Regions from separate parts of the Mus musculus genome. Here regions 1 and 3 are each linked to region 2. A link is a contact called in public HiChIP or PLAC-seq data. All regions are on one chromosome and are shown on one strand. The core of a region is the stretch at or near the end of the contact, and the rest is flanking DNA. Distances in the headings are between cores, read along the strand shown.

Evidence for each region. HiChIP or PLAC-seq counts read pairs in DNA pulled down with a chosen protein or histone mark.
Region 1: a FOXA1 HiChIP or PLAC-seq map of pancreatic cancer cells shows a contact between it and region 2. The contact joins two enhancer-like sites. A contact is called at or near these places in 2 of 115 datasets of contacts at active chromatin or transcription factors (the NIH/3T3 cell line and pancreatic cancer cells) and 1 of 9 other capture datasets (adipose tissue).
Region 3: an H3K27ac HiChIP or PLAC-seq map of the NIH/3T3 cell line shows a contact between it and region 2, with 5 times the contacts expected there. The contact joins two enhancer-like sites. A contact is called at or near these places in 1 of 39 promoter capture datasets (frontonasal cranial neural crest), 1 of 15 datasets of contacts at CTCF or cohesin (the NIH/3T3 cell line), 2 of 115 datasets of contacts at active chromatin or transcription factors (the NIH/3T3 cell line and pancreatic cancer cells) and 2 of 9 other capture datasets (macrophages and pancreatic islet).

Annotation. Positions count from the first base shown.
Region 1 is chr2:113,395,721-113,398,907 of GRCm38.p6, forward strand. All of the region lies in intron 2 of Fmn1 (formin 1), which reads left to right. Among named protein-coding and RNA genes, the nearest start is that of Gm13963, 5.6 kb to the left of the region's middle. Within about 2 kb of position 1,776, at least 71 of the 459 cell types and tissues checked have an H3K27ac peak or open chromatin away from gene starts, as enhancers often do. A contact at or near this core is called in pancreatic cancer cells, where this site is marked.
Region 2 is chr2:113,620,255-113,623,407 of GRCm38.p6, forward strand. All of the region lies in intron 15 of Fmn1 (formin 1), which reads left to right. Among named protein-coding and RNA genes, the nearest start is that of 4930533B01Rik, 87 kb to the right of the region's middle. Within about 2 kb of position 1,582, at least 45 of the 459 cell types and tissues checked have an H3K27ac peak or open chromatin away from gene starts, as enhancers often do. A contact at or near this core is called in the NIH/3T3 cell line and pancreatic cancer cells, where this site is marked.
Region 3 is chr2:113,820,041-113,823,275 of GRCm38.p6, forward strand. The region is part of intron 2 of Scg5 (secretogranin V); the gene reads right to left. Among named protein-coding and RNA genes, the nearest start is that of Scg5, 7.4 kb to the right of the region's middle. Within about 2 kb of position 1,446, at least 42 of the 459 cell types and tissues checked have an H3K27ac peak or open chromatin away from gene starts, as enhancers often do. A contact at or near this core is called in the NIH/3T3 cell line and pancreatic cancer cells, where this site is marked.

The DNA of each region.
Region 1 (3,187 bases), core at 526-3,025, 220 kb before region 2:
CTTTAAAATATGTCTTTATGCAAAACACCATGATGGCTCATCCTCTGTATAGTGCCTGTGGTGGCTCCCATGAGGCTTTTAAAAAATGGACTTTGAAGTGTCACATGAACACACATTCTTCTTTTAGAGACAGTGATTCTGCTGAGTAATGAATGGACAGCCAGTGAATTGTGGCGATCCTTTGGGAATCAGCAGACCAGAGTCAGAACCAGTAGCCATGGGCAAACATAAGTTGATTGGTGTCTTGTTAGGAATTGTGGCATTGCTTTTGTTTTTCTTATTACAATTCTCCTCCTCCTCTCCCTCCTCCTTCCCTCCTTTTCCTACTCTTTCTCTTCCTCCTTCTTTTATGAAGGATACGTTGCTTATTTTCTGCTTCCCCATGCCATTTCTCTTGCACCCTCTCCTGTTTCCTCTTTCTCTTAATTTATCCCTGCTTCTCCTCTACCCTAACTGGCCTTTCTCTCTGTCTCTTGATGATCCGGGCCTTCTACTATTATCTGCGTGCTTTCTTATCCTGTGCATCTGACTCTGTCTCTCTTGCCCTCCTTCTTCCCTCCCTTCCGGTCCCATTCATTCTCTTTTCTCGACTTTTCCTACTCTTCCTCCTCACCATTCCCTCCCCACCCCTGCCTGTCTGCTGAGTGACCAAGGCTATGAGCTCCCTCAGAAACACAGGCATGTCCTTACAGGCCCCTCTCTCTTGTACTGATACGAGTTCTTTAGACTTACATGGAATGAAATGTCATATTTAGCATCGCTAAAAGAGGAGGTTTTATTATCTCAGGAAGGAACTTCAGTTGGAATGGCGCTGGGTGTGATTTGAGAATATTTGTATTGTAGGTTAACTTTGGTCAAGTCCCTTTAATACACTGGAAGCCTTGGTTTGTTTTTCTTTTAAGTTTTTCATTTAGCTTTTACTTCATGAAGAAAGATGTTCTTGGATTTCATTTAATTAATAGTGAACATATGCATGCATGCATGTCTGCGAGGGAGGTGGATGTTACCTTCTGCTGCTACCTACATTGTTTCTTGAGAGAGTCTATGTTTTGGCCTGCAGTGCCTAAGTAGATTAGATGGTCAGAGAGCCCCAGGGGTTCCCCAGCATGAAGGTTACAAGTGCATACTGCTGCCATTCCTATGTGGTTCTAGGGACTGAATCTAGGGTCTAATGCTTGCACAGTAAGCGCCTAACTAACTGAGCTATTTCTTCAGCCTCCTGCTCCATTGTTGTCCTGATCCATTTCTTTCCTTTTCTTTTCTTTTTTTTTTTTTTTTTCTTTTTGGTTTTTCGAGACAGGGTTTCTCACTCTGTCCTGGAACTCACTCTGTAGACCAGGCTGGCCTTGAACTCAGAAATCTGCCTGCCTCTGGTGGTGCACGCCTTTAATCCCAGCACTTGGGAGGCAGAGGCAGGTGGATTCTTGATCCATTTCTTGACACTGCAGTGAAACAGATGTTCTGTGTAGACAGACTCTAGTTTGTTGCAGGTCCTTAAGGTACGTGCTGAATCTGGGTAGTATTAAACATGGCTTCTGAAAACTAATGGGAAAGGAAATCTGTGGTTGGATAATGATTTGATCTTTTTTGAGAAAAAGGTCCTGAAGGAAGCAGGTCTGGCCTTATCTTCTCTGTTGGATATAAGATGTAAAACCCCTCCTTGCTATTGTCCACCAGACCCTGTCTCATTTTTCCCCTCTCTGACTGCCAACACAGTGCCTGGATAGCAGCAGACTCCCAACACAGTGCCTGGATAACAGCAGGTGCTCATGGCTTCCTGCAGCATTTGCCTTGTAGTTTTCTCTAACTCCCACATATAGCCATGATAGCATCTTGCAAATTCTCGGCAGCTCCAGCCAGCCACAGTTCTTTCTTTGTCAAGAAACCCCCTTGCCTTTAATCAACACGAACACTCCTTCCAGTATGCAGTTTTCCTGCCGTAGTTATTTATGAGTATCAGTTTTCCTTCCCAAGGTTTCAAAGCCAGAAGACTCACCAGGAAGTGGGATCCAGAATCCTTCAAGTTTCATGGCCCTGCAATTTAGCTGTTACAGTAATTTGTCTCTCCCTGCCCTCTTTCCCTGGTTTCTGCTCCAACCTGCCTGCAGCCTACACTGCTCTTTTATTGCCTCCTCTTCCTGTCGGCTGAGTCGGTTCCACTCTGGGCACGTTGCCAAGCTTTACAGCTTCCTCTTTCCTGCCTGTTTCTCAATTCTTCATCCCTTTTCTCCCTGGTCTATTGAAGGATACGTAGAAATATTAAGGCCACTCAACTAAATCAGTGGAACTTGGTCAGTAAGTTTGGAGGTAATATGGAGAGTGGACAAGGATGGCCTGTCTTTTTCATCTATCTACACTGACCTTCCTTTCCAAGTTCCGTCTTACATCTATTTCCTGCACAAACACTCGGCCCCGGGCTCCTCTCCTTTCTGCACTGCATCCTGTTCTCCTGAATTGCCAGTCCACCATTCTCTTCTGATTCCTGTCTGCTTAGCGCTTTCCTGTCCATGAAGGCTTGGAATCCCACTTTCTGTACAATCATGTGCCCTTGGTTATTGCCTATCTCTTCCTCTGAAATCTAAAAGAACTTCCCGCGTGTCCTCACATGATGCTTAGTAACAAACCATGTCTCATGGGAAGACGCCTCCACATGACCCAGGGTAACCCTTGAAGCCAACAGCTGTGGTACCTGCAGTGGGAAGCAGGCTATTTAAGTGTCACGTTCGTTCACCCAGTATTTTGTCACTGGCAGAGCCCTTTCATCCACTGAATCTCATCAGATTTTCACAACTATATTACAAGGTCCACATCGCTACCATCATCTCACTGAGCAACTGCAGCCTCAACTTAGTGACTTTTAAAAGAAAATCCCTTTCAACCACAAAAAAGGAGTCCATAAAAGAGATAGTTTAGAAAGCAATTTGGCATTTTTTTTTCCCTACAGGCTATGTAAATAAGTCACTTCCCCTGCTCGGGAGTTAGGCAGTTAAGCATCTAATATTAATGAATCTGCGACTAAATAACTCTGTGTGGAGGTATGGAAGCCTTCAGCACTCAAATGGTGGATGATTCTACAAAGCGGTCACCATACAAAACTCACCCTTTAAAGCAGCAGTTGAGATATCAAATTTTGAGAATTGCATATTTGAACCCCGGACATTACAATTTGTAAACACGGCTGGATGCT
Region 2 (3,153 bases), core at 332-2,831:
CAGTTCTAGCCTCTGGGGCTCACCCACCTCTGCAGAGTCGCATGGAAATCACAGTTTTCAAAGACTCTCCTTGTCATCTCTCGCAGTAGTGTAAGCTTTGGCTGTACCAAAAGTGATGTGGCCACCATGTTTTGAGAACTCCGAGAACTGTTTTCCCACTTTTCATGTAGTTTAGCCTGCTACAGCCTAAGGAGGCAAACCTGAACTCAGAATACATTTGTATGGAGACAGCCATAGCTTAGCCCCCGACTCCCTGTAGGCTGCTGCAGAAAGGCTTTCCTGCCCAGCTGTAGCGGAACTGCTAAGTGACCGATGGCGTGTGCAGTTGAAAATTTCTTATGACTCTAAAATACAATGCTCATGAATTTTACAAAAGAATGTCAGAAAGTATAAGTGAAAGATTAATAGAAATTATACATGTTATGTTGGCAATTGTAGGTATATAAAAGCTCATGGATAAAGGCAACCTGTGTGTTGTTACAATTGTTACAGACAGCAAGGCTGTGATACAGAGACCTAGACATAGAAAAAACGAAAGGGAAAATGCCGGCTCCGTTCTCGCCATGGTACCATGGAAGAGTTTTCCACTAGTAGGTTTATATTGTTATTTTAATTTTCTGCACATGTGTCTGTTACCTTTATAGTACTTTTGAGAAGCTAACTGTTGGTCTTCTCCAAGATGAATTTCCTTCCCTGTAGAAGCCTAGTAATGTCATGCTTAGCTCCTGCCACACATGGCTTAGAGTCAATCTGGAAGTTGGCCTTGCTGAATTGCCATTTGTTTTCCATTCTCTCTCTCTCTCTCTTTCTCTCTCTCTCTCTCTCTCACACACACACCCCACACACACAATCTCTCTTTGTCCCTCTCTTTTTTCCCTCCCTCCTTCCTTCTTTCCTTCCCTCCTTCTGTCCCTCCCTCCTTCCCTCCTTCTTTTCTTCCTTCCTTTTTTCCCTCCTCCCTCCCTCCCTCCCTCCCTCCCTCCCTCCCTCCCTCCCCTCCTCCCTCCCTCCTTCTTTTCTTTCTTCTCTTTTTCCCCTCTCTCTTTCTCTCTCATACAAAGACTTTTTTTTGGAGACAGGGTGTTATTCCACAACCCAGCCTAAGCTAAAACTTACTATGTAGCCCAGGCTAGCCTGCAGCTCATTATCCTCCAGCCTCAGCCTCCCCGGTGCAGGGATGACTGATCCAGCTTTTCTGTCTGTTGCTTGAAATATCCTTATTTCTCTAAACAAATGGATTTATGGCAACATAGTCACAAATCCTTCTTGATAATGCTTTATCTTTCAAGTTATGTATTTATATACCTCACAAGACCTGCTAGAATTACAGTCATTAGTTCAAATGAAGGCTTCTGAAGATGACAATTTTCATGAAGACCTATGCAAGGAACATTTTTTGGTATATGGCTGGATCATTTAACACTCTATAAATCAAATCATGCCCAATCCATCTGTATTTAGGCTAGTCGTGGGTAGGTGATTAATGAATATTTTTCATGCTAATGTCTCACAGACCAAGGCTGCACCCATAACCACATAATCATCACAGTGGAAACTGTGACTCAGCTCTGATGTCCGATAGGAGGGTCCTATGAATAGTGTAGACAATGCCGTGCAAAGGCTGCAGTTGGTGGCCCGGCTTCGCAAATCTTTCCAGAAGTCCTAAAGCATGTTGGCAGGTCCTCACTTAGCCCTGTCACTTCTGCTTAAATTTCTTCATGCAAAATACTCACAATCATGGGACATTAAGGTGCATTTGATCTCCAGCAGCCTCCCTCAGTGAAGTGAATCAGAATCATGGGATTCCCCTAGGCCTGAGATTCCTGGAGGGTTTATTTTTATACAACATTCCTCTGGAGAAAGAGGCACCCACTCCCTAGAGGGCTGTGACCCTTCTGTACTTAATCAGAGCAGCCCAATGGAAGGTCCTTTCGACAGAGTCCTACTCCATAAGAGGATCTCTGAAACATCTCAGCAACTAGAAACTGATCTGATGTGTGTGTGTGTGTGTGTGTGTGTATGTGTGTGTGTGTGTGTGTGTGTGTGTGTGTGTGTGTGTGTACAAATATGTGCAGAGGCCAGAGGTTGACTTTACATCTTCCTCAACCATTTTTTTTTCTTTTTCTTGAGGCAAGGCCTCTCACTGAACCTTGAGCTTGTTTGTTTCAGATAGACTGAGTAGTCACTAGCCTCCTTCATCCCTCAGGTCTCTGTGGTTGCATAGCAAGATTTTTACCCATTGTTCCATCTAGTGCTCTCTGATCTAATTTGATGAAGTCCCTATCAAGAAAGAATTTCTTTTGGCTTTACAGTTCCAGGTGGATATAGCCTACCATGGCTGGGAGTGCATGGTCACAAAAATCTCAACTTTGGCTGTTTACATCTCATGGTCAGTCAGGAAGCAGATAGTGGACAGGAACTGGGTCTAGACACAGACCCTCAAGTTCTTCTCCCAGTCGACTCTCTCTTCCAGCAGAGAGCTACCTCATTACTGTTCTACAGCCTTCCAAAACAGCACCACTAGCTGAAGGCAGTGTTCAAGCATGTGGCCTATGGCAGGTTTTTCATGTCACCTGAAAACAAACTCTCCTTGGCCCACCTGTGCTTTAGCCATTCTTTCTCCATCTTAATTTCACACACATATTAAAACTTAACTATACATACATGGCTACAGAGTGGGTCTCTGCCTAGCCTACCGGTCTCCATCTCAGCATACCACTCCCCGCCCCCACTTAGCAGTGAACATTGTGATGTTGTCAGTGACTCCCATGGCGGCAGATTCACCAGTCACCTCCCTGTCCATTTTCTTTGATGGACAGAACTGTATAGGGCTGGTGTACACTTTGCCCTTCCCGCTGTACTGCTTTCCTCTTGCATTGGATAATTCTGCATTCCTCGTTTCTCATTTTTCCTCCCAGCTGGCCTCTCCTGCAGTGTCTGCATGCCCCAGGCTGTGTGCTGAAGCCCTCTCTTCTCTGGCTATGGTCCCTCCTTGGCAACCCATCTATTGCTGTGGCTTTAAATACCAATTTTATGTCAATGACTCCCTGGTGTATTTCTGTCTCAGTCATGTGTCCTCGAGTGCATGCTTTTATATACAACATGAGTGTCTAGTTATCATTTCAAGCTTAACATGTTCTGAGTAATACCCTG
Region 3 (3,235 bases), core at 196-2,695, 200 kb after region 2:
CATTAATGGGCACTCTGATGGGATGCTGGTTGGTGTAAATGGCCAGAGAGGCCAGCAAGTAGACAGTCTGCTTCCAGTCCAACGCAGGCCAGATTTCTATCTAGTTCATCGGCACACTGGTCTTTCAGCAGCACCTGATGTTCATTTGTGACATGTTTCACTTTTGGAACTCTTGCTGAAGTGGTCATAAAGTCATAAAAGCAAGAAAAGGGAAGGGCAAGTCTGAGAGGGGAAGTTGCGGCTCGCTCATCTTCACGAAGCATTGTTCCTCGCTGCAGCCCTGTGATCCTAACTCCTACGTCACCGCCAACGGGGTACATACAAGGCCAGGGAAACCGATTCCTCCTAGGATTCATAAGCAACGGCTGGGAGCGCTGTGTCTCAGGCCCGAGCGCAGCAGGACACAGGGAACGGGAAGATAGGATCACCTTTCAACTTTGAGCTGTTTGTAACTGGAAATGACTATGGGAGCACAGAGGAAGTCGAGAGCACAGCGGTGCTTTGTGAGATGGAGATGGAGCACGGTGGTGAAGCATTTGCCTAGCAAGGGCAATGACCTGGGCTGGATTCCAGGCATCGCTAAACAAGCAAGCAAACAAAGTGTTCATGTCTCTAGAACACTTTTTACCTTTTTCAAAATACCTTGATCCCCCTTAATTTGGCTGTCACAACAACACTGTGAGATGGACCGGACAGCTTATCGCCATTTTAAGACTGGGAAAGTAAACTGTCAGGTAGTCTTGTAACTTCTCTGAGAATGAACTAGAATAGCCTATCTCAATGTACGCCCTGCTAGCTGTATATATACCATCCTCCTCTCACCTCCCCCACCCCAAACCCCACACGCTTCTCCCTCTGCTAAAACTCACATGGCACACGTTGCACAGTGGCCAATGTGTGCACTCAGGTTTAAAGGCCGTGCCTAACTGTGGTCTGCTAAACCCAGCCTGCTTCACTAACTCTTTATGGACTGCGGTGACCAAGATGTTTGCACCAATTTGTTCCAAGAGGGAAACTTGTCAGAACATTCGCTTCCTGTAGCCTCAGGTCCCTGAAATACCAGCCACCAAAATCACCTGTGGTTTACCATAATGCCTAGACTCATAATCGTTTCTCAACTAAATAGCCCAGGATTATACAAGTCTGCAGGGATAGATGTACTCAGACCTAAAATAGCTGGCTTGCCAACAAACTTAAAAAACCCAAGCCACTGCGGGAAAGCATAAACAGATTCGGTCGTTAGGATGATTATATCAAATAAGACAGTTACAGGAAAGCAGCTCTGCGAACCATAAATGTTACACAAAACTGGGTTACTGCTCTTCCCTTCCCTTTGTGTACGTAATCCACTTTGTCAATTTTCTGTGGAAAATCCTTCATTGCGGCTTTCCAGGTGACTCATGGTGCTTCTTGTTGCCGGGGGTTTTTTTTCCAGATGGTATGAATCAGGTGACATGAGACAGAGTTCTAGTTTAAACACCACGGGCTTTGCACAGATATGGACTTTGCACAGACAATGCCTGACAGGAAAAAACCCCAGGAGCCAAGGTTCTCCAGGAACCAAGACGCCTCCTGGGTTAAGCCCACACTTCAGGAAAGTGCAAGGAGTCTTAGCTGCCAGCTTCGAAGCCGTGCCTTACAAGTAGACGGGAAGGGAGGAATGCTATGCTTAGATTAATTTTTTTCCCTGCTGTACTGGCTGGTTTTGTGTGTCAACTTGACCCAGGCTGGAGTTATCACAGAGAAAGGAGCTTCAGTTGGGGAAGTGCCTCCATGAGATCCAGCTGTGGGACATTTTCTCAATTAGTGATGAAACAGGGAGGGCCCCTTGTGGGTGGGACCATCTCTGGGCTGGTTGTCTTTGGTTCTATAAGAAAGCAAGCTGAGCAAGCCAGGGGAAGCAAGCCAGTAAGTAACATCCCTCCGTGGCCTCTGCAACAGCTCCTGCTTTCTGACCTGCTTGAGTTCCAGTCCTGACTTCCTTTGGTGATGAACAGCAGTATGGAAGTGCAAGCTGAATAAATCCTTTCCTCCCCAACTTGCTTCTTGGTTCATGCGGGAATAGAAACCCTGACTAAGACACCTGCCAAACTCTCGTGTGAACAATATGGAAAGTGGGGTGGGAGAAAAAGGGTTAGAAAAAAAATAAGAGTTTTTTAAACCTCATCAGAATTTAGAGGCAGCAAAGTTCACTGTCCCCACTTGTTCCATTCAGGTTACGGTCACAGAAATGGGCCGAGCGCATGGTTTAAATGCTGCTTCTCCATGAAGGCTGCACACAGCTGGGACTTGGTGTTCGGAAGAATGAGTTAGGCTACAGAGCTCACAAGAAGCTCTAGCTCAGGCCCTGTACCCACAGATGGACACTAGCTGGAATAAGCACTCAGTGTTTATGTCCCCTTAAAAATTATACTGAAGTCTGAACCCCCAATGTGGAGGGGGTGCAACTGTCCTCCATGAATTCTCCGGCCTCTCGGCCATGTCAAGAGTCAGCTAGCCCTGAAGCGTGAAGCAGGCTGTCATCAAACACCTCAGCCGGGGCCTGATCTAGACGGTCAAGAGCTGCGAGCAGTAGACCGAGTCACCTGGGCGGATGAAGACAAGCTGGGCTCCAAATAACTGACTTCTCTAAGTTAGCAGCTGCTAGGCATGAAATTTCACCTTGCTAATTTTGCTGCTTTTCTATGGCCCTCTTTGACCTCTGTGCTTGCTGGTTTTCTGTCACCTTGAGAGATGCTGGAGTTATCTGACAGGAGGGAGACTCAATTGAGCAAAGGCCTCCATAAGATGAGGTTGTAGAACATTTGTGATTGATAGGGAGGGTCCAGCCCATTGCAGGGCTACCCCTGGGCTGGTGGTCCTGGGTTCTCTAAGAAAGCAGGCTGAGTAGGCCATGAGGAGTGAGCCAGTAAGCAGCATCTTTCCATGGTCTCTGCATCAGCTCCTGCCTCCAGGTACAGGCCCTGTTTGAATTCCTGACTTCCTTCAGGGATGGACTACAATGTAGATGTGTAAGCTAACTAAACCCTTTCTTCCCCCAGTTGCTTTTGGTCATGTTTCATTACAGCAGCAGTAATCCTAGCTAAGACAATACCATAAGAAAATCTTATTTATTTGGGGGATGAACCAATACTTTATATTGTTCAATAGTCATGGATAGTGACAATTTCTGCTTATTCTTTGAAGTGCCATAACCTTCTTTACAGCTACTGAGTCTACTACTTGGAATTTGTGA